Linked DNA regions of Mus musculus: all the other regions are linked to region 2. The links are chromatin contacts, called in public promoter capture Hi-C maps. All regions are on one chromosome and are shown on one strand. Each heading gives the region's core, a stretch centred on a gene start, on an enhancer-like site or on the middle of the called end of the contact. The rest is flanking DNA. Distances are from core to core; before and after follow the strand shown.

What was found. Promoter capture Hi-C pulls out the DNA fragments that hold promoters and counts their contacts.
Region 1: a contact with region 2 is called in a promoter capture Hi-C map of liver, with 4 times the contacts expected there. The contact joins the promoter of Eefsec here to the promoter of Tia1 in region 2. A contact is called at or near these places in 3 of 39 promoter capture datasets (hippocampal neurons, liver and neutrophils).
Region 3: a promoter capture Hi-C map of hippocampal neurons shows a contact between it and region 2, with 2.8 times the contacts expected there. The contact joins the promoter of B230319C09Rik here to the promoter of Tia1 in region 2. A contact is called at or near these places in 1 of 39 promoter capture datasets (hippocampal neurons) and 1 of 115 datasets of contacts at active chromatin or transcription factors (astrocytes).
Region 4: a contact with region 2 is called in a promoter capture Hi-C map of hippocampal neurons, with 3 times the contacts expected there. The contact joins the promoter of Nagk here to the promoter of Tia1 in region 2. A contact is called at or near these places in 1 of 39 promoter capture datasets (hippocampal neurons), 1 of 484 Hi-C or Micro-C datasets (regulatory T cells), 3 of 115 datasets of contacts at active chromatin or transcription factors (bone marrow-derived dendritic cells, extraembryonic endoderm stem cells and large pre-B cells) and 1 of 9 other capture datasets (liver).

Annotation. Positions count from the first base shown.
Region 1 is chr6:88,442,866-88,448,362 of GRCm38.p6, forward strand. Eefsec (eukaryotic elongation factor, selenocysteine-tRNA-specific) reads right to left here and starts at 3,674. Exons shown (of 7, transcript NM_023060.3): 1 at 3,341-3,674. The coding sequence starts at 3,614.
Region 2 is chr6:86,402,376-86,407,667 of GRCm38.p6, forward strand. Tia1 (cytotoxic granule-associated RNA binding protein 1) reads left to right here and starts at 1,844. Exons shown (of 13, transcript NM_011585.4): 1 at 1,844-2,147. The coding sequence starts at 2,122. It overlaps n-TGccc4 (a tRNA gene), which reads left to right and starts at 1,518; the gene lies at 1,518-1,588.
Region 3 is chr6:83,439,463-83,444,859 of GRCm38.p6, forward strand. It overlaps B230319C09Rik (RIKEN cDNA B230319C09 gene), which reads left to right and starts at 2,293. Exons shown (of 3, transcript NR_028382.1): 1 at 2,293-2,643; 2 at 3,125-3,215. Tet3 (tet methylcytosine dioxygenase 3) reads right to left here. Exons shown (of 12, transcript NM_001347313.1): 3 at 1,755-1,811.
Region 4 is chr6:83,792,075-83,797,419 of GRCm38.p6, forward strand. It overlaps Nagk (N-acetylglucosamine kinase), which reads left to right and starts at 2,983. Exons shown (of 10, transcript NM_019542.2): 1 at 2,983-3,208; 2 at 4,833-4,917; 3 at 5,103-5,201. The coding sequence starts at 3,180. It also overlaps the pseudogene Gm7443 and the pseudogene LOC665004.

The DNA of each region.
Region 1 (5,497 bases), core at 2,424-4,923, 2.0 Mb after region 2:
CCATGCCCAGCTTACATGAGGTACTCCAGCTTGAGACCCCTCGGACTATGACAGTGTGCCTTTACCAGTGTTCTCTTGTCATCTCCTGGATGAGGAAAGAGCAGCCAGCTAGGCCATTAGAAGAACATAGCTCTTCCTTCCTTAGAACCTACTAAGAACCTGCCAGATGCCTGCTGTCAGCACAGGCACCAAAGAACACTGGTGAGTCAAATCCTATTCTGCTCTCATACCGTCCCAGTCCTAGCAAGGGACAACTGACACAACACCCAAGGAGCATGAGGAAATAGGATGTCACATCTGAACTGTGACAGCAGCTTCTGTGACCAAGAAGCAACAGCAGGAGCAAAGTAACTGTTGACATATTTAAAGAGTGGAAAAGTCGACAGCATGACTGAAGGTCAGAAACATGGGAAAGTAGTTGCTGAGGAGGCTCCAGGGAAGGAGAGCCTGGGTACTGAGCCTGGAACAAAGAGGCTGGATTAATCCAAATACAAGAATGTACAGGGGAGTCAAGAGCAATAGTGCATGCCTTTAATCCCAGCACCTGGGAGGCAGACAGGAGGATCTCTATGAGTTCTAGGCTTGCCTGGTCTACTTGGTGAGACCCAGAACAGTTAGAGGTAGAGACCGTGCCTCAAAAACCAAATCAAACAAAAACATACTGAGAATCTAGAAGCAAGGGCTAACATGATCTGATGAGCCCCTGAAAATGACCCCACCCACTGTTCAGGCAGCAGAGGGTGAATGGCAGGATTCCAAAGGCACTGTCAAGATTTGGCCTGTAGCCAGTTCAGGAAGGCCTCATCCGAAAACCAGAGTGATGCTTCTCCACAGGACACTGCCCAGTCACAAGGTCCTGGGCACAGGCCTGGGCCAGAGCAGGCACTCAAGCAGCTGCATGCTTCCCTTCAAAAGGAAAAGCTCCATCTTCCCTCTTCCTTAAGAAAGAAGGTAGGGATCCGATCTCCTTAAGGAAGGATGGTCTTATCACTCCAGTGAGGTCTGGCCACATTGTAAGACCAGGAAGGAAAGTTTTCTCAAGCTATGAAGCAAGAAGAGCAACAACGGGATACGAGAGCACAGATCCCCTAGTACAGGTGTATAGTCTCAATCAAAACACCACTGCTTGGGCTTAAGCCATTTGATCATATACACCTGGCTAAAGCTTTTGCCTCATAAAGGTTCTGTGTAAATGTACATATTAGAAGCAGTGGGCAGAAATTCAGGAAACTGGGGCACATTGAAAGGTCTCAGCTTGGGAGGCAGGCAGGCCTTGACAATCCAGCTGACTAGCTGCCTTCCTTAGTGGCTACACAATAAACACGCTTCCAGCAAAGTTTGTCCAAGAAGTGAAATGTTTGAGAAGAGCCATGCCAGAAAGTAACTGCACAGTCACCATTATTCACTAGTGACGTAAGATTGAGAGCAAGGTTCAAAGGGCACGGAGCTAGTAAGGAAAAAAGCTGCGAACCCAATTCTGTACATCTCTAAAACAATGTCTGTCCTTCTGCCCTGGCCTAGATTTTAGATTCTCCTCTTACAGTTGAGCTACATCCAACACTGTTATTATAGGTTCAAAATATAGTAAGCTAAGAAATGCACTGAATACACAGAAGCTCTGGGCCTGCCAGCTCAGCAACCAGAGTTGGGTACACAGAGATTTGCACTCTCGACCTCAGGGCCGACTAGGAGCTGCAGATTGCTGCACTGCTCAGTGTCATGAGAACCAACCATGTGACGAACCAGGAAAGGTCAAAACTCCACTGAACTTGTAACACTTACACACCATCATAAAGATGAAAATTATAGTTATTACAAGTCAGATTCTATATTTTCCAGAAAAAAACTTCATCTTTCTTTCTTTCTTTCTTTTTCTTTGCAATACTGGGGGGGGGGGGGGGAGGCGGGTGGAATCTAGTGCATCCTGCACACTAAGCAGGTACTCCACCACTGAGGGACATGCCAACCCCACTTTCTAGTTTCTACCCTGTAGTGTTCCATCTCCAATTTACACTAGCTTAGAGTACATTTCCTAAAATGTATTTGAACACAACCAGTCAGAATTTAGTGGGAGTTTTCAGTTTAGTTTACTGTGTGGCCCTTGATAGTCTTTAATGAGTGAATCCTGAACTCAATAGATACTGTGCAGGAGAGTAACTCTGGCAGGTAAGCCTCCATTTCCACTTCAGTGAAACAAGGAAACAGTCTTAGGCTGCCTGCAGCACAGAGAAAGGGAGGCCACACAGCTGGAATGACCCACCTGCCCCATATACATGCTTCCAGGCTTACAGCACACTGCTGGAAAGAAACCCAGGGCAAGCGGAGAAGCAGGAAATGGGTCACTGGAGCTACAGCAGGTAGACTCAGCCACACCTCCTTTTGTGCTGGGTGCTTACAAACAGGTTATGGGGTTCTGTTCTTAGATTTAAGTGTAGTTAAATGGGTTTGCAAAAGGAATTTAAAAAGACATAGCAACAGTTTCCTGTAGACGAATGGGAGGGGTCACGCTGAGCAAGGAAGGGAGGTTACAAGACCTTTTATTTATAATGGCCTATTCCTAAGTGGCCTGTAATTAAAGACTAATTAAGTGGTACAGATCCTAGAAGCAGATTTTAGCAGTGCCCATCATGACTGAAAACACGCAGGCCCTTTGCCTTAGCTAGTTCACACATAACTTATCCTGTTACACTAGTGCACATCCCAAAACCTTCTGGGCTAGAGTTATTCACTGCATTATGAATAGCAGCCAACTCTGGGAAAGTCACGAGGGTCAGTCAAGAAAATGTTGGTATAAAAGTACAAAGGAACTTTATGTGTAGATATAGTCTCCAGACAGTGATGGTTTGTGTATAAAGGGGACTGGGGGATGAGATCCTGAGAGAGCCTAGAGCACTTGCCTCTTATCAAGGCACTAGGCTCTACCCACTACCCCAACCGACCACAAGTAGTACAACAGAAGGAAAAAAACAGGATCTTTCATTTCTGCACCTTGTCTGCGTTTCTGTGTATGTTTCCTGAAACCATCCATACACACAGGAAACTGAGAGCAGTGTTTGGGACAGAGAACCAGGAGACCAAAGGACAGGTACGTGGTGACTTTTTTTTTTTTTTTTTTTGAAACTTGTATACACCCTTTTTGCAGGGTTTGTTTCTTTGGATCATTTTTCTAGGAAAGCATCTCGGTGCACGGCAGTGAAGGTGAGAACTGTGTCCGCGTCTGCGGGCTGTGAGTTCGAGACCACAAGCCTTCCGGGCTGGTGGCCAGGCCTAGGCTGTCAGGCCGCCATCCATCCCGCGAGCTCGGACCCCGAGCCCGGCTCCCGCCCCGGCCCGCGCTCACCGCCAATGATGGTCCGGATGAGGGAGGCGTGCCCGGGGCAGTCGACCAGTGTGACCTGCAGCAGCGTGTCGCTAGAACCGGGTTCTGCCCCCGGCAGCGGCACGACAAAACAGGAGAAGCCCAGGTCGAGCGTTATGCCGCGCTCGCGGCTCTGCGGCTGCTTGTCGAAGGCAGCAGTGGAGGCCGTGGTGCTCAGCGCGCGCGCCAGCGCTGTTTTGCCACTGTCGATGTGACCCAGCACGCCCACATTCACATTTACCCGCCGGCCGGCCATCCCGCCGCTGCCTCTCACGCCGTCGCCTGAGCGCCAGCCCCGCGGTCCGCCTGCTAAGCCGCACCCCCCCGCAACCCGCGCTGAGCGCACCGGTTCCGGCACGGAAGCTTCCGCCCTCGGGCGCCCACAGCCCTATGGCAGAGCGCACACAGGGCGGGACAAGAGCCGGCCTGCTACCTGGGTTTGCTGTCATCCGGCTCCCCACGCCACAAAGTCTCGCCAGTCTGAGATTAGGGATTCCTCCTTCCATCCATTCATCCATCCATGCATCCATCCATCCATCTCACCATCTATCCATCCATTCTTCCTTCCCTCCCTCCTTTCATCATTCCACTCACCCAGTCCATCCACACATCCCTTCCTCTATCCCTCCATACACACTCATCCATCCGTCCATTCATTTCTGTCAGCCTTTATTTTTTTGTTTGTTTGTTTGTTTGTTTTTTGTTTTTTTCAAGACAGGGTTTCTCTGTATAGTCTTGGCTGTCCTGGAACTCACTTTGTAGACCAGGCTGGCCTTGAACTCAGAAATCCGCCTGTCTCTGCCTCCCAAGTGCGCCACCACCGCCCGGCTGTCAGCCTTTATTAAGTGCAGACTGTATACACTTTACTGGGATGTGGTGATCGACATTATTTGCTGTGAAAACAGGAGTAAGTAAAACCCAAGACCAGTTGCCAAGCCAGACTATCTGGAAAGGACAGAGATGGGAAGGCGGGGAGCCTAGTGAGGAAGATACCCTCAAGGACTGTCACTAGACGTCCAGTGCAGACTGAGAATTGACCATCAGAAACCTGGAAGCACTGTGAAAAGAGGAAGAGGTCCTCGTTGATTCAGGGGAGGGGAGGTGGGGGTGGGGACGGGACAAAAACCTCACTTTGAAGTCTAGGCTGCCATGAGGAGCTGCAACTTAACTGTTGTGTATGAACTTGAATGTGTCGTGAGTGCTATACCAACCAGCCTCTGTAACCCCCTTCAGGCATTGAAAGGTGCCTAGAACCATGAAAGAGGTCACAAGCCTAAGTGGTTGCTCTGGCAAAGGATAAAAGCCTAGGAAAAGAAGGGACTTGGGGCCTCACAGGGGAGGAATGGCACTGGAGAGCTGAATGGCACTGCTCTCATGTAAAGGGGGTGGGGCTTGCTGGCCCAACATTCCCAGCCTTCCTTTTTCTAGGGCAGGAGGGGTTGCGGTTTGCAAGTGAATTGGTTTACACGGGCTTGTGTGCTAAATGCTTGGGCCCCAGCTGGTGGTCTGTCTTATGAGATGAAGCTTAGCAGAAGGCAGTAGTCGCTTCCTGTCCACCATGAAATGAGTAGTTCAGTCAGGCTGCTCCGTTCTGCTGTCACCAGGACAATATACTGCTGTGCTGCCACAGGCTAGGGGGATCAAGCCCAAGAGACCATGCACTGAAATCTCTAAAACCATGAAGTCAAACTAAAGTCTCTTTCTCTCTTTGTCTGTGTAGCTGTTTCATCACAATGATGCAGCCTAACATAAAGCCTGACTTCAGAGTGCTGACAAATATTTTAGCCTTTGTTGATAAAAAATTCCCTCCTGAGGGGAGTAGCAAATGACATCTACCCACTCTTCCTAAGGTTCCAAGGACAAACCAAAAAGGCAGTACGACAACAATTCTTCTTAGGATTGAGTTTATCCGGCTTACTTATAAACATGGGTGAGAGGTAAGGAGTGTTGACGACCACAGAGCAGCTGCACTGGAAAGTTTTCTCATAGCATAAACTATGGCTTCCCCTCTTTCTTCCTCCTAATCTACACTAACCTATATACTCTACCTCCTCCCTGACGTCCTGAGGCCAACGTACAATTAGGGCTGGATTGAATACCATGGCTAGGAGGAGGGGCCAGACACTCAGGTGAGGATCC
Region 2 (5,292 bases), core at 594-3,093:
TTTAAGTTGCCAAACAGTGGTATATACCTTTAATCCCAGCACTTTGGAAACAGAGGCAGGCAGATCTCTGTGAGTTCAAGGACAGCCTGGTCTATAAAGTGAGTTCCAGGACAGCCAGAACTACTTTTTGGAAACCCTGTCACCAAAAAGAGAAGAGGTATGTTTCAAGAAGACACACAGTGTATGATTCTGTTTGTATGAAATACTCAGAAAGCAAAACCATAGAGTCAGAACGATCACTGGGCTGGAAATGGGTAAAGCTTGTTATTGTTGAACACCTATGCTGATAAACTAAAAGCCATTTTAAATAGATTTCCACCCACCCCCAGAGTGTTCAAAATACTTTAAACACTTAAATATTTGCCATACTCTTCTTTAAAATTATTGTTTGTTTCTTTGTTTGTTTGTTTGAAGAGAGGCGCTTGCTTCTAAATAGCATTGGTTGGCTTTGAACTCCTGAACTTCCTACCTACTTCTGCGTTCTGAAGTGTGGACAATATTTGTTTTCTGTCTATAATATAGACTCTATATAATCTGAAAATATGACGTACTCTAGAGATAATTATAGAAGTAGAACTCCCAAATGTGGGGTGGTGGTGGCTCATGCTTTTAATCCCAGCATTAGGGAGGCAGAGGCAAGAGGATCTTTTGAGTTTGAAGCTAGTTTAGTCTACAGAGCTAATTCCAGGACAGCCAGTTCTGCACAGAGACCCCCTGTCTTGAAAAACAGAAAAGTTGAAAGAAAAGAAGGAAGGAAAGGAGGGAGGAAGAAGGAAAGAGAGAGGGAATCCCAAATATGGCAGAGTACGCAATTGGTTCTCAACCTGTGGGTCGCGACCCCTTTACCACCCCTCTATCGCTGAAAGTATTTACATTACAATTCATATCAGTAACAAAATTACAGTTATGAAGTAGCAACAAAAGTACTGTTATGGTTGGGGTCACTACAATGCCAGGAACTGTATTAAAAGGTCGCAACATTAGGAATCTTGAGGACCACTGATGTAAAAGAACGACATTGGATACAAAAACTTTCACGTCTTTAATAAATGCTTTACATAATATGTATAGTGTAATAAGAAAGGATAAAAAAAAGTACCGGAACCACATTCCAGAGCCATAACTCTGAACCCTAAGCAAGGGCTGACTGTTGAGATTCTTCTCACCAATTTGCAACAGTAACTCTGTTATTACCAGCTTTTCGATTACATTGGGTATACAAAAGAAATCCAGACATAAATATGATTCCTGCTCGCAAAGTATTGCTTATTGTCAAGTAGACCTTATTTTCTTACCACAACTCTTACTTCTAAATAATAAGCAAAAATGAAAGTCGAGATTTTTCTCAAACAGCCACTCAACAGCATTGGTATGAGAAAGAATGAATCGTTTCATAAAGCAACGGAAAAAGTGCAAGTATCAATTCGTTCTAATTTTCATTTACATAAATCAAGAATCCAATAGGCAGAGATACTAACGTATCTCCTATGAGTTTTCGGACGCCCAAATCCTCAACAGCGCCGCTGGTGTAGTGGTATCATGCAAGATTCCCATTCTTGCGACCCGGGTTCGATTCCCGGGCGGCGCATGTCTTTTCTCTCTTTAAATAGTGTGCAAAAAGAAAATTTTCCTGCTAGAAAAACACCTGCTATTTTATTTCTTTAACCTCCCCAAGGATTTTTAATTTCACTATATAATTCACAAATGAAACACTCCGCTCTGAAACTACAGAAATCCTAAACTACTGGCATTGCGTCTGCGCACTCTGAGCCATCCCTTGCCTGGTGGCAGCGCGGCTGCGCACCAAGTGAACCCCGTCCTTGAAGCCTAAACCCGGCTGCCAGGAGGGTGAGCATGCTAGCTGGCTGTGCGCATGCGCGGCACGGGTCACTCGGCTGCCGGCTCCTAGGCGTCCGGCTCGCCGCCATCTTGGATCGGGGTTTCATTGTTCGCGGTAGGCCGGGCCTTTTTTTGTGTAATCGCTGCCAAAGAAGAAAGCGAAGTAGCCTCCGGTCAAGCGAGGAGGCCGGCTCTTCCGCAGCCATAGCCCGCCTCAAGGATTTGGGAGGTAGCGAAGGGCAGGGAGCTGGACCCTGAGGTGCCGCCGCGACCGCAGCAGCCATGGAGGACGAGATGCCCAAGACTCTGTGAGTCTGGAGCAGCGTTGAGGGAGGCGGGATGGTGGTCGCCCCGTAGGGAGGCCGCGGCCCTGCGCCTCTCTGCAGCCTATTGTTCTCCGTGGACGCCGCGCTGTGGTGGTTCCTCCCTCCCGTGCGCACGCCAGGATGCTTAGAGCCGAGCCGGGCCGAGAGGACGATGGCGGGAGAGGGGCTCGGCCCCTGTCACCCCTCGGCTGGCTGCACCCGCGGCCCCCAGACCTGGAGGAAGGACTTTTCATTCAAAGCTCTCCTCAGGACTCGGCACGTCCTCCTGGAGTCCCATGCTTGCGTCCTTTTTTTCCCCGCCCCCTCTTTTCGATGAATCTTTTCCAGATTTCCATCTGGAACGTCCTTTCTCTTTTCTTTTGGTAGGATTTTTTTCATTTTTAATTCTTGAAGGCTGAGGTTAAAAACTTTATACTTGCAGTTGAGAACTGGAAAGAAAAAAAAAAAAAAAGCCAGACATCTTTCTCGAAGGTCTTCGGCTTTCCCTCTGTAGTACTCCCCTGACCCTCGACCAAAAAACCTAACTGGACACCCAAGGATGTTGAAACCGTTCTTAAAAAATGGAAATCTCACTCGGAGGGATGCATCTACCGAGGGAAAGTGGGTTTCATTAAAACATATTTACCACCATTTGCGACTAGTGGTTGACATTTTTATTAATGGAGTAACTGTGGTCAGTCAGGTGTAAGCATCTTTAGTGAATATTTTGTAACTCGAGTCTAGGATATTGTCTTTGTCATGTAACTTCCCCTTGCATTCTTTGTTTTTCAACGCACGGGTTGAGGCGGTTGTGCCTTTGTTGGGTTTCACAGGGCAAAAAAGAAAAGCTCAAGAAATTGTGGGTTTTGGTTGTTGTTTTTTTCTCCCGGTATATTTGAAGATTGCAACTTGATGTATCGTGCATATAGTTCATATAAATGAAGTAGGATGAACATGTATCATGTTACGGGCCTTAACTCTGCACCTAGTTCCTGCCATAGCTTTTTATTTCTAGAATCCTGGTACTTTTAGAGCTATGTACATTTAGGGTTCTTTTTGACATTTTCTAGTTATTAAAATTGTTCTGAAGTACAGATACGTTATTCTTTTTCCCCTCGCCCATTTTCAATTTCTTTTTTCTTTTGTTTGTTTTGTTTTATTGAGACAGGGTGTATCTCTGGCTGTCCCAGACTCACTATTACAGACCAGGTTGGCCTAAAATTCAGAGATTTGTCTGCCTCTGCCTTCTGAACACTGTGATTAAAGTCTGTGCCATACACTTTGCCCCAATTTAAATTTCAAGTTGCTATTTTTAATGTATTATGTGAAATATACTTACTTTTTTTTTTTTTTTTTTTTTGGAAACAGGGTCTTTTATATAACCCAGGTTATCCTTGAACTATACCTATACTGGCTCAGAACTGTTAGTTCTGTCTGAGTCCCAGGTGCTAGGATTCAGATATTGCCTACCCAGTTTGCATTTTTGTTTCTTCTCCCTCCCTCCCCATCCTGGCTGGCCTGGATCTTCCTTTGTATAGTAGGCAGGCTTGCAAACTTGTGAAGGTTCTCTTTCCTCTGTTTCCCAAGTGCTGGGATTACAGACTTGTCCCACCAAACCACATTTACACTCTTCTTGATATATTAAATATCTTGTTAGTTTATGGGACCTGGAAGTAGCTTTTTAGTAAGGATGCAATACTTAGGGCATGGCCATTTTTTTTTTTTTTTGGAAAGATTATATCTATAGGTAAATACTCCCTAAAACCTATTAAATACATATTTATTGGAAATTTTCCCTTTTTCATCTTAGCATTTTAGAATTCATGCTGCTATGCTTTTTGGTGTCTTTATAAGATACTTGAACACTTTTTAAAGCTTCATTCCTGTTGTAAGGGTATTTTGCCTGCATGTGTATATCTGCCTTCAGAAGTCAGAAGACATTGGATCTCCTGGAACTGGAGTCAGGTGTTTGTGAGCCATGTGGGTGCTGGGCACCAAACCAAGGCCCTCTTCAAGAACAGGTGCTATTAACTGCTGAGCCATCTCCAACCACACTATGAAAATCTTATATTTTTTTTATTTTAAAAATTTGCAGAAATATATGGATGATAACATTACCATTTTAGTATGTACATGGAAATATGCAGTAAGGACATGTTATCATTTCCAAAGCAGGCATTTAAATAGCACTATATTGAGACCAGGAAAGTATTGATTGGAGTAGATTCATCCCTGGGAAGTTGGATAAATCCTTAGTGTGTGTCAGATGCTTACCATGCTCGCTTCGTCTTTATTATCACTAAGGGGAAAGGCATTTTATAACCAAAGGAAAGCTAAGCTTAATGTCCCAACAACTGGCTCAAAAGCATATACTTTAATTAAAAAAATTCTTGTCTCACTCGTCTTTCATTTCAGCAACTTGTAAGGCAGAGGCAGACGGATTTCTGAGTTAGAGGCCAGTTTCTGGTACAGAGTGAATTCCAGGACAGCCATGGAAAAAGAGAAAGAGACCCAAAACAACCCTGCAATTTTGTTACCTGTTACAGCAGTGCCTACTTTTTCTTGATGTCCTTCAGTAAAGCAGCCTATTGAAGAGTTTCCTTCTGAAAGTGTCCGTGATTTAAAGTTCCCCATTATCCCTTCCCTGGTGCTCCACCCCTTCTGTCAAAACCTCCATCCTTCCACTCAGCCAGTACTGATTAAATCTTGGTAGGTACTAACTCTAAAAATGTTCCCAATAGTGTTTTTAAGTTTTAAGTGCTCACATTAGTGATCCTGGAAGCCAGGGTTTTCTGATTTAATGTGTATTCTTAGCCACAGTCTAGTCCATGGGAAGTAATCACACTTGTTTTAAAAATCCGGTACAGTTGAAGAAGTCAAGCTGTTCCTTTGGGAGTAGCCTGGTTACCTCACCTGTGTTCCTAGTGACTCCGAGGCAGCTGCTTCCTAAGCTTAGTTTTCAGCCACAACACCTTGTTAAGTTAGAGATTGTCAGCAATACTTTTAAAATATATTGTAAGAAAAATCAAATGATTATTCAGCAAGATAATTTTCAGGAATATTCAAAGTATAGTTTAGAGATTTATAGTGAGTGGTTGGGTTATGTACACATTTTGGTTTTTTTTTTTTTCGAGACAGGGTTTCTCTG
Region 3 (5,397 bases), core at 1,043-3,542, 3.0 Mb before region 2:
CAGCGCCCACAACCTGGAACAGCATACCAGGCGGGCGACTACAACTCCCCCAGCCAGCAGTGGGTGGCCAAAGGAAGCGGAGGTGGGAAACTGGATTCTGGCTCCCAAGAGGGTAAGCGAGCCAATATGAGCTCACAGTTCTCTCAGCACGCACGCACAAACAGTATCACCAATGCTTCTACTAGCCTGGGGTCCCCCACAGTTCCTTCCCAGATGACTACCAACAACTCCCAGCCTCACCAAGGCATGCCAGCTCCCCCAGAGAGCCATCACTGGGCTCTTCCTTCCTAAGAAGCTGTTTCAGAAGCAAAATCCACCACCTTCAAGGCTTTGCTTGGGAAGAGGCCAGGGAATAACCCTGGCCTTCATATCCACCTTGTAAGTTAGCCCGGGAACCCCTGACACACAGGAGGAAGCAGAACCCCACCCCGCCGGTGTCACCACACAGACAGCAAGGTGGCAGAGTGCCATTTCCAGCACCCCCTCAGTGCTTCCCACAGCTTTCCCAGGAAGCAGGAGGTAGATCGGCAGGAAAGACTAGGGGCATGCAGGGACACTCACAGCTCGCCCACCTGCTACCTAAGCAACCAGGCTCAGGGCTTCCTCTGTGCAAGGCAGAGCCCCACCAGGCCTGGCCTGCCCACCTGTCACCACACTCATCCCAACCTTTGCTCTTTAGAGGCAGCTGAGGTGTTCTTTTCTGTCCCAGTCCCCCTCTCCTCCCCTCCCCAACCTCCTGGGCCAGAGGCTACTGCTGAGTAATTCCAAACTTAGAGTGAGCCCCTGGCCCTGTAAACCCGGGCAAACTAGAAGGAACCTACTGAGCGGGACCTGGCTAACCTAGGCAGATTAGTCATAGATTCTTGATCAGATTCTCCCCAGACTCTTCATTCTCCTCTCCCCAAAACCTACACCACCCTCTGAAAAACCCACCTGGAATGGCTCAAAGCCCCTTTCTCTGCTTCCCTCACACCAGGGAACACTGCCTTCCCAGTCTCCCAGACACCAAGTGGCACAGAATAACAGCAGACACCCGCTGGCTTCCCAGCCATGATGTTGCATCAGCCCCCACCCTACCCAAAATATCCTCACCCCCACCACCTCCTCTCCTCTCTTCAGCCATCTCCATGGTGACAGCAGCATGACTAATGACACCCTATCAGCTTCAGACTCAGGAGTGCAATTCTCCCTCCCCCTTACTGTCTTTCACCCCCACTTCCCCGAGACAACGCACCCCGGGGATTTCTGCAGATTGGAAGCAAACCAACAGTGCCAGGGCCATTCTCCAGAGATTTCCAGAGGCAGGGGTGGGAAGTGGGTTGTACGTCTTTAAAACACACACACACACACACACACACACACACACACACACACACACGCACATGCGCACACACGCACAGCGCACACATATACATACAGTTCAACAAACCAAACGCCAAACCCCAACTGCACCCAAACCATCCAGCTGAGAAAGCAAAACGAATCCAAACAAAACCCACACAGGCCTGAGAATTCATTGGCCGCCCACACTCGCGCCGCCCCTCCCCCTCAGCTGCTGCTACACACACAGTGGGAGATTAAGGGATCACCAGAGGAGACCCTTTATTTTTATCCAATCCAGTCAAACACTTCACCCCCACCGTGCAAGCCCACGTATACACACACGCACACATACACACACGCACACATACACAAGGGCAAGCGCGCACGCACTCACGTACACACACACACACACACACAAACACGCAGGGTACCTTGACAGTCGCCCCTTGTGCCCAGGGCCCCGTTCCTTCACGAGCATTTATTTCCACCTGCAAAAGAAGCCAAAGACACTGGTGAGGCAGGCCGGTAGCAGGCAAGGAGCAGAGCAGTCCAGCACAGGCCCCAGCACACTGGAGGGGAAGGGCCCGGAGAAGAAAGGCTGGACGGGACCATCTTCCTGCTCCAGCTGCCTCCCCAGCACTGTTGGGCCCCTGCGCCTTCCAGTGTTTTGTTTTCCTGCTTCGGTTCTCCGGCCTCTGGAGATCCCCGGGACCCGCTCGCGGCCTGCACACGGCCTCCCCTCCCTTCCAGGCCCAGCGCTCTACCTCGGCCGGCCTCCACTACTGCATCGGCCGCCGCCGGGCCTCCCATTATCCCCGCCGAGGGAGCGCACCGAGGGAGGCACTGCAGAGGCGGCGGCCAGCTGCCGGCTGCTCCCGCCCCGCCAGGCTGGTGTGCAAGGGGGCGGCGCGCGCGCCAGCCAATCCCGCGCCCGGCCCTCCCCGCCAAGGACCTGCCCAGCAGCCAGGCAGGGGCCTTGGTGGAGGGAGCCATCGCCACAAGGGCTGCTTCCCAGGCAGGCCGGGGATCCCGGGGCACCCTCCTACCCCTGGCAACATACACAAGACGTCCCCTGCAGTTCTAGCGGGTGCAACTGGAGTACGGCGAAGGGGTGGGGAGCGGCAGTATGTGGGTATCCCATACCGGCCACTCTCAGCCAGAGCAGAGCTGGAGCTCTGGTTCTCCAAGGAGAATCCAGGGCAGCAGAAGCCTCACATCCATCCCCCAACCCCGCCCCCCGCTTTGCAGACTGCAGATGAGTGGAGTAACTTACCGAAGGTGACACCGCTAGAACACAGCATAGCTCAAACTCCAAGCCAGGTCAGTCCTCCCTGAAGACCATATCCTTCGCCATTCTATAGTTCTACTCCCCTGCCCTCTTACACCCCACTCGGAAAACTGGCTATAGCCCATATAACCTGTGCTTCCCCAAGTCCGCTATGCCCTCTCCGGCATAGCCTTACAACCGAACAGTACTGAAATGCAATTTTCTTAAACAAGTTTCTCTTCTGGAGAAGATCCACCAGATGACCCGTCCAAAAAAACGCCCTGGGCTCCCCGCCCTTAAGAGTTTCCTTCTAGTTCTCTAACTATAGGCATACCAAGGGTTCGGTGACCAGGAGACCATGGTGGGGGGCGGGGGGGGGGGATAGCAAGGTCCTAGCAATTCACCTTCTGGGATTCAATACCCAGGCATCCTCTTTTGTCCCATCCCCCTCTCGGAAGGGGAACATCCAGGCTTCTACCTCACTTTGGTACCCACATATCCCATTCCTAGCCTGTGGTAACTTACCTCTCTTAGCCTCTCTCTGCTCAACTGAAGAATGGAACCAGCAGCCATTTCATGCAGCTGTGAGGGCCTGAGAAGGCACAGAGCCACTGCCTGACACAAGGTAGGTGCTGCTGGCTTCCAGCACTCTACATCTCTGCCAGAGCTCAGGGTGCCTTCTCATTCTCACGGATGAGTAAGCTGAGGCCTGAGAGAAGTGACTCACAGATGAGCACCCCTGCTCCAGTGACTCGTTCTATTACCCATTCCACCCCAAATGCAGAATTGTGCCCCACCCCAGGGCCCCCAGGGGGTGTTCAGAATCAGATAAGTTCTTTAGGAGCGGGCCAAGCCTGCTTCTGGTATATGGAGGCTTCAGGGCCCACACCTGTCTCCCCTTTGGCACAAGAGGCAGTCCTACTGGGTCCCTCCCAGAGCAGACAAGATAAAGGGACAATGTCCTAAATCATGACTTGATGTGACAAACTGCATGTTTGTCTTTTAACTCACTCCTGACCAGCCTACATGAATCCCCTTCCTTCTCCTGGTTCCCTAAAGCCCTGTGCTATTAAGCCCTGTGCATATGCACCCCACACAGAGAGACAGTGTGGACAATATCAATACTGCCTCTTCTATGGCAGTCACAGTGCTTCAGGCCCCCCCCCCCCCGCTACATACCAAGCCCTGTGCCAACCATGCTGTAGGTTCATCTCATTTTTCTCTACACACAGCTTGTTTTCAGGAGAGGGATATGGAGAGTATTGGAGGATAATGAACAATTTGCCCTAGAAAATTAGTGGGCAGGAATTCAAACCTGAACCCTTCTCATCCTCTGAAACCCCTTTTTCTCTCTAAGCCCAGGAAGATATAAAGACAACTGGGTCACTTCAAGTGACCACTTCCTGACAAACGGATCTGAGAATACTAATATCTTCACCCTTCCCAATGCCGCTTCCTGACCCCTCCCCCGCATGCTAATGTACTGCATGGCTGAATCCAAACAGTGCCTCCCTCCCTCTGCCAGGCCCTCTGCCAGCAAGCCTTCCCAGCCAGGCTCCTCCCGGGCCCCAGGAACAACATTCGGCCTCTTCTGCAGCACCAGTCACATTCAAGCAGTCCTTTATTTACAGTCGGTCCCCACGTGGGTGGGGCCCTGTCTTCCCTCTTTCCTAGGTCTACACATAACTGGAATGTGCTGAGCTGAGTTCTGTCTCAGGAGTGTGGAGTGGCAGGGGGCTGGGCACTGAGACGAGGAGGCCCCTCTCCTGGTCAGCCTGGGGGTGGGAGGGTTGGGGGCGAGCACCAACTCACCTAGAAAGGGAAGACCTGCCCCTGTGGACTGCCTCTTCCTCACAGCTTACAGGAGCTCCCCTAACTTTAGGTACCCACGATATCCTCCAGCAGCCCTTGGCTAAACCGAGGGAGGGCCCCTTGTTCCCTCCCATCTTCTCATTCCAGCTGCCTCCCCGAGAGGCACCTGATCCCAGTCAGAGACACATGCCAGGGCCACTGAACCAGGAAATTCACTTCCCACTGGCCTTCCTCATCTATAGGCTCCTCTTTCTACATGTGGGCCTCACGGTGACCAGCTCTAAGAGGTACTGGGGATCCTTCCCCCATCTTCCATCCTGGCCAGTCAGACTCTGCTGCACTTGCTGCAGGAGAGAGGCCACAGAGAAGGTCATTGGGGTCCCTTGCTGGAAACACACTGAGAATCTGGAGAACATGGCTATCCATAGACCAGACTCCACACAGAAACAGGAACTCAGACACACACTGGAGAGAGGAAGACTTCTAGTGAACCAAGCCTCATGGGACCCCACAAGTAGGGATACAACACAAAGTTCTTACTTAAGCCTAAAAATAAACCAACACGCCAGGAATTTTCCATACCCACCCTACAGATGGAGAAACGATAGAGAGTTCTAAGTACCTCGTTCAAGCTTACAGAGTTTGGAAAATGGCCCAGCAGAACTCTTAACTTTCTTCTTGCAGTGGCCACTATGGCTAGTCCTACAATGCTCATCCATCTACATCTTCCAAAGGCAGCAGGTGACCAGAGACAGGTCTCTTGTCTTCCTTTGCCTTGCCCTAAACAAGATACCTCTTTACAGCACTCTTCCTTCCTTGCTCAGCTGAAGCCCACTTCCTCCAGGAAGCCTTCTCTTGTTACCTCAGCTTGTTACCAGTTCACAGCACTTCCTACTCTTTTAACACCTGGGGTTTGTCTCTCTGATTATGTGTCCTGCCTACCCAACAAGAACCCTACCTCTCCACAGCCCCCCAACATTGGAAGCACCAGGAAC
Region 4 (5,345 bases), core at 1,733-4,232, 2.6 Mb before region 2:
CGAAAGAAGCATTAAAGAATTGTGAGCATGGACTGAGGGTGTAGCTTTTGTGGTACAACACTTGTCTAGCATATGCAAAGCTCTAGGTTCAAAGCCCAGTACCACCAACAAAACAAAACCACAAAGGAATTATGTGCAATGGGGATCGTTCTTATCAGTCTTTTAGTCTATGCACTAGTTTAAGTTAATAGAGCTAGTGTATGTTTCATTAAAATGGGCAACACAGCGACTTTGAAACAATGTAGTCAGGGAGATTGGAAGACCCAGAGCAGCTACTGTCACATAACGTAAATCACAAAGATGAGTCACATGTGTGACTTACATTTTTCATACTTAAAAGCTAAAAAGACTGGCAAAACCAATTTGAATGATATGAAAAATTAACTTACTATATCCCAAATGTTTTATGAATTCTAATATGGAATTCATATAAAAGTTAATATTTATTCTATGTTTTTATTACTAAGCCTATGCATTTCTATTATTATTATTATTATTATTATTATAGTGACAGAAACAAAAATATACCTAAAAGTGAAGCTTCTGGAAAACCCATGTGTTCTTCCTTGTCTTGTATGGCTCCTCAGACGTGATCTTGGGTTCCTGCCTGGCCTTGCATTTTAAAGATGGATCTCTAAACATATCCTTGTTGACAACAGTTTTGTCCAAGGGGCTATTGACTGAGTACCTCGTGGGCATGAAGTGGTTGTAGTTATAAACTTTTACAAAGAACTTGATCTTGGATGTCTTGGCAATTTTCTTCTTGCCCATGGAAGCTGTCACTTTTAGGGGAAAGCAGTCAATTCCAGCCACCAGGGCGTGGCTGTAAGGGTGGTCTGAGGTGCCATCATCAATGTTGATGACAGCTTTGTGTCCAGAGTAGCATCTAGCCAGGACCAGCACACTTTCCTGGGTTTCATGAACTTGCTCATTTCGACATTGAGTACCCAGCAGAAAGGAAAAAGGGACACTAGCCTGTGCATTTTTAAAGTGCATAAGAGTACATGTGGATATAAATACAATTAGCTACTGGGTTGGGGATGTAGTTCAGTTGGTAGATAGGTTGTCTACAGTATACAAAACCCTGGGATCAGTTACCAGTATTACATAAGTCAGGCATGGTGGTGATTACCTGTAATTCTAGCACTTGGGAAGTTGAGGCAGAAGGATATGAAGTTCAAAATTCTTCTTGTCTACATAGGGAGGTTGAGATGAGCCTGGGCCACATGACCTCTATCTGATCGGATCTTTAGGAGTTCGAAATCTTTTTTATGTTTAATTTTAAATGATATGTGCACGTATTAGTGGAGAGTGCCCAAGGAGGCCAGAAAACAGAGTTGAATCCCCTGGGGCTGCAGTGACAGGGTTTGTGAGCCCTGATGTAGGTCCTGGGAACACACCTCCAGTCCTTTGCAAGAGCAGCAGGTGCTATTACCCTCTGAGCCATGTCTTGGCCCTGAGGTTTCTCATCTTCATTGTGAAGGGGAGAACTGGCAGCGATTACAGTAATTCTCACCCAAATTCAGAAGTCAATCTTGTCTTTAAACCAAACTTTCTCTCTGTATTCCTTTCTAAACAAGTAATGCAAAGCCAGGAGGGCAGTGTGGTCCTTTCATCCGAGCATTTAGGGGGTGGAGACAGAAAGACTGGGATTCAAGGACAGCCTCAGACACCTCAGGAGTGTAGGGCCAGTCCTGGTGACTTGCAATCTCATTACAAAAAGATTCAAACAACAGAACAAAAGCACATCAGCGCTGTCACAAATGGATCCCAAGACTCATTACACCAGTGCTAAAGGGAACTTTTCCATCAGAATTCACCCACAACATCACACTCTTGCCAAAACTTCCATTCAATCAGAATCCTATGGAATTATCTTTGATTCTAAAGATGTTGTTGGAGGAAGCATTTTCCAGCTCTGAAGTACTGTGAATGGTAATGTCTCACTTCCCTCTAGTTTCTCTATCAGGCAATAATGTTATTTCTATTCTTGAATTATTTGGTGCTTTACTGAGTCACATAGGTAAGAAAGGAGGTAAAGAATTCATTCACTCTGGAACCTTAGAAAGCAAGCCTACACCAAAACATCCTAGCACTTGGGAGGTGGGGCAGGAGAATCAGGAGTTTAAGGTCATCCTCAGCCAGAGTCTGAGGTGAGTTTGGGATATATGAGGCTCTGTGTGCCCACCTTCCCAACTGTTTACATCAAAACACAACCGGACCCAATTATCTGACAGGGAAAGAGGATCCCAGTTCAAGATTTCTCCACAGGAGGCAGGCTCAGAGGTCCGAGGTTGGACAGAGACATGCTAGCCCCAAGGAGACTCCATCTGAAGTCTCAAAGAAATGTCAAGAGCAGCAGACAGTCCTCCTGGCTATTGAAGCTGCCTCTTAAGTAGGGCTGGAACAACCTGGAGCCTGAGGAAACACGCAGGAGTCACTCTTCTACAGGACCTAACGGTATCTTCCTCTCTTCCTCCAGTTCCACTGCACAGTTTAGAGTTGAGCAGGTGGTGGCCAGAAGGTGAAATATGGTCTGTGAGTGCCAGTTTTTAGCATGCTGAGCCAGCATTGCATTCCATGCCAGTCTGGGTTATACAGACGAGATACAGTCCAGAAAGAACAGAGTTGGACTCAGATCACTTGTAGAGCGCTAGCCTGACACACATGAAACCCTGGGCTCTATCCTCACCGCCGCACAAACCTCAGCTGACAGCAGCCTGGGGCCTCACTGAGACCTGCTCAGCGTACTCAGCACAAGGTAGAGTGTGCGCTCATGAGCCAGGGTGGGGTGGTCTGGACGTTGGCTCCCGCCCTGGTCCTCAGACACATCCGCCAGACTCTGAGCTTGCCTCCAAAAGCGTCTGCGCGTGCGCACCCCACAGTTAGCGCGCGTCTGCCAGCTACTTCCGGCTGGCCCTTGGCAGCCCTCACACACCCTCCCAGGAGCCTCAGCTGGGGTGCCGCCTCCTCGCGAAGCAGTCACTTGAACGGCGGGCTAGAAAAAACCGGAGGGGAAAGCTGCGGGAGGCGACAGCAGGGGCGAGAGAGGACGTAGCATCCACACCCTACGCAAGCGCGTCGTAGTCACATGACAAGGGGCGGTGCCCGTGTGGGCGGGAGCGAAGTCACGGCTAGGGTCGAGGTTGCTACGGCGGACCAGCGGTGGCAACGGTAGTATGGCCGCGCTTTATGGTGGCGTGGAAGGGTGAGCGCTGGATCGGCCGAAGGCTGTCCGTCCGGGAGCGGCGGGTCAGGGGGCGGCGGCCCACACCATGCCCGGTGCCTTTGTGCTCCACGGTGCGACCACGCCCCTCCCGGCCATCACCTTTCTGCCACAGGGCTCTTGTGTCAACCTGGAGAGTTGTGCAGAGCTGGGGGGTCAGGTGGGAAGTTGCCGGTCGCGGGTGGACGTGGGAAAGAGGCAGAAGCTGAGACTGAGATTCATGCACAAGGGAACCCGGGAGTTAAGCAGCTGTCACCAGAGCACTGTCTTATCTTGGTGCTCCGGACCCTCCACTGCTGTCGGCCCCGAACGCCCTTGGTTCCTATATTCTCCTGCTTAGAAGCTGGTCTGCTTGACTTTGGGAAGTAGCTCTACTAAGCATGGCTTTGGGTGAGACGTAAGGCAAGGACAAGAGTGAGCAAGATGGTGGTTTATCCGGTCCCCTGCGCGTGACAAGCATTTTGTGGAACTGGGTGTGTCAAATCAGGACCTGATAGGAAGATTTGGTATCCTAGCTGCTTGCTGCTGATTTACCCGGAAGTCTCTTCCCGTGAATTGCGAAAGCGGATGACCCCTGGCTTTATTTATGATACCTTACAAGGAAAAACCCTCAGCACAGCGTAGGAGTTTGCACTTAGCCTTGTTATATTCATATGGAAGGTAGAACTTATTTTTCCCAGTTTGTCAAGAAATTAATTTGGATTTTTAATCTACTGTCTCATGCATTAATATCCCTTCGGATGTACTCTTGATGTACTACTCTTTGAGTTGGATCGAGTCTTTATTGTCTATTACAAGAAGTATTGGTCAGAGCCGGGCGGTGGTGGCGCACGCCTTTAATCCCAGCACTTGGGAGGCAGAGGCAGGCAGATTTCTGAGTTCGAGGACAGCCTGGTCTACACAGTGAGTTCCAGGACAGCCAGGGCTACACAGAAAAACCCTGTCTTGAAAAACAAAAAAACAAAACAAAACAAAACAACAACAACAAAAAGTATTGGTCAGTAGGACATCCTCCTACACGTATCACCCTTCTTCTAAAGTACCACTTACCCCAGGGATTTAACTCAGGAGGGCTTAGTTGCTGAAGGCAGTATGAGTTTCTCCCTGACTGGTGATAGTTTCTCACAGGTGTCTTGAAGACCCTGGTGTCAGAAGATAGGTCCTCAAAGTAACCCTTAGCTGTTGTGAGAGGTCTGCTTATTCCGTCCGACGTATTTACCATAAGTCGTTTGGGCCATGCTCACGATAGGTTAGGAGGATAGGTCATCACTCTGGAGCCAGTGGAGCTCATGAGAAGCTAAACAATGGAATACACTCTTGATTCAGAGCGGTCTTTGCTAGCTAGAGCTTATTAATGTAAGGAGAAGCCCTGCATGAGACAGACTGTGAGTGGGACCTTGCAGAGGAAGTAGGACCTACCAGGCAAAAGGAGCAAAGCCTCCTTTTTCTTTCCAGAGTGTAGCAGGCACTAAACAGGTAGCTTTTGGAGTAGAGGTTGGGTTTGCTGAAGCTGTCTTTGCCCTAGACTTTTGTAAGAGACTACTATGCAAGCATGGCTCTCCGCGTGGAATTCAATCAGGACTGAGTGCCCTCTTGTGTTTTGTAGGGGAGGCACACGGTCCAAAGTCCTTTTACTTTCTGAGGATGGGCAGATCCTGGCAGAAGCAGATGGACTGAGCACAAACCACTGGGTAAAAAAAAAAAAAAAAAAAAAAAAAAAAGAAGAAGAAAGCAAGCCATCCTGAGGGGACCAGAGAACTTGGCCTTCATGTACTGTTCAACTCCGATAGAGGTGGTGTCTGGGTCTCTTAGTAGCTGATAGGGGCAGCACAGATCCTGCAAGCCTTTCTAACTCCTCCTTCCCTCTTGGGGCCAGCTGATTGGCACAGACCAGTGTGTGGAGAGGATCAATGAGATGGTGGACAGGGCCAAACAGAAGGCTGGAGTGGATCCTCTGGTGCCCCTTCGAAGCCTGGTGAGTCAGCTGAAGCCTGGGCCATCAGCATTGCTCAGGCAGGTGGCCAGTAGGACTAGGCGAACTTCATGACGAGAGAAAAGGTCTCTAGGGCCAGAGCCTTTGCTCTTGTCCATTCTTATGGTTGCAGTAATAATCTAAAAG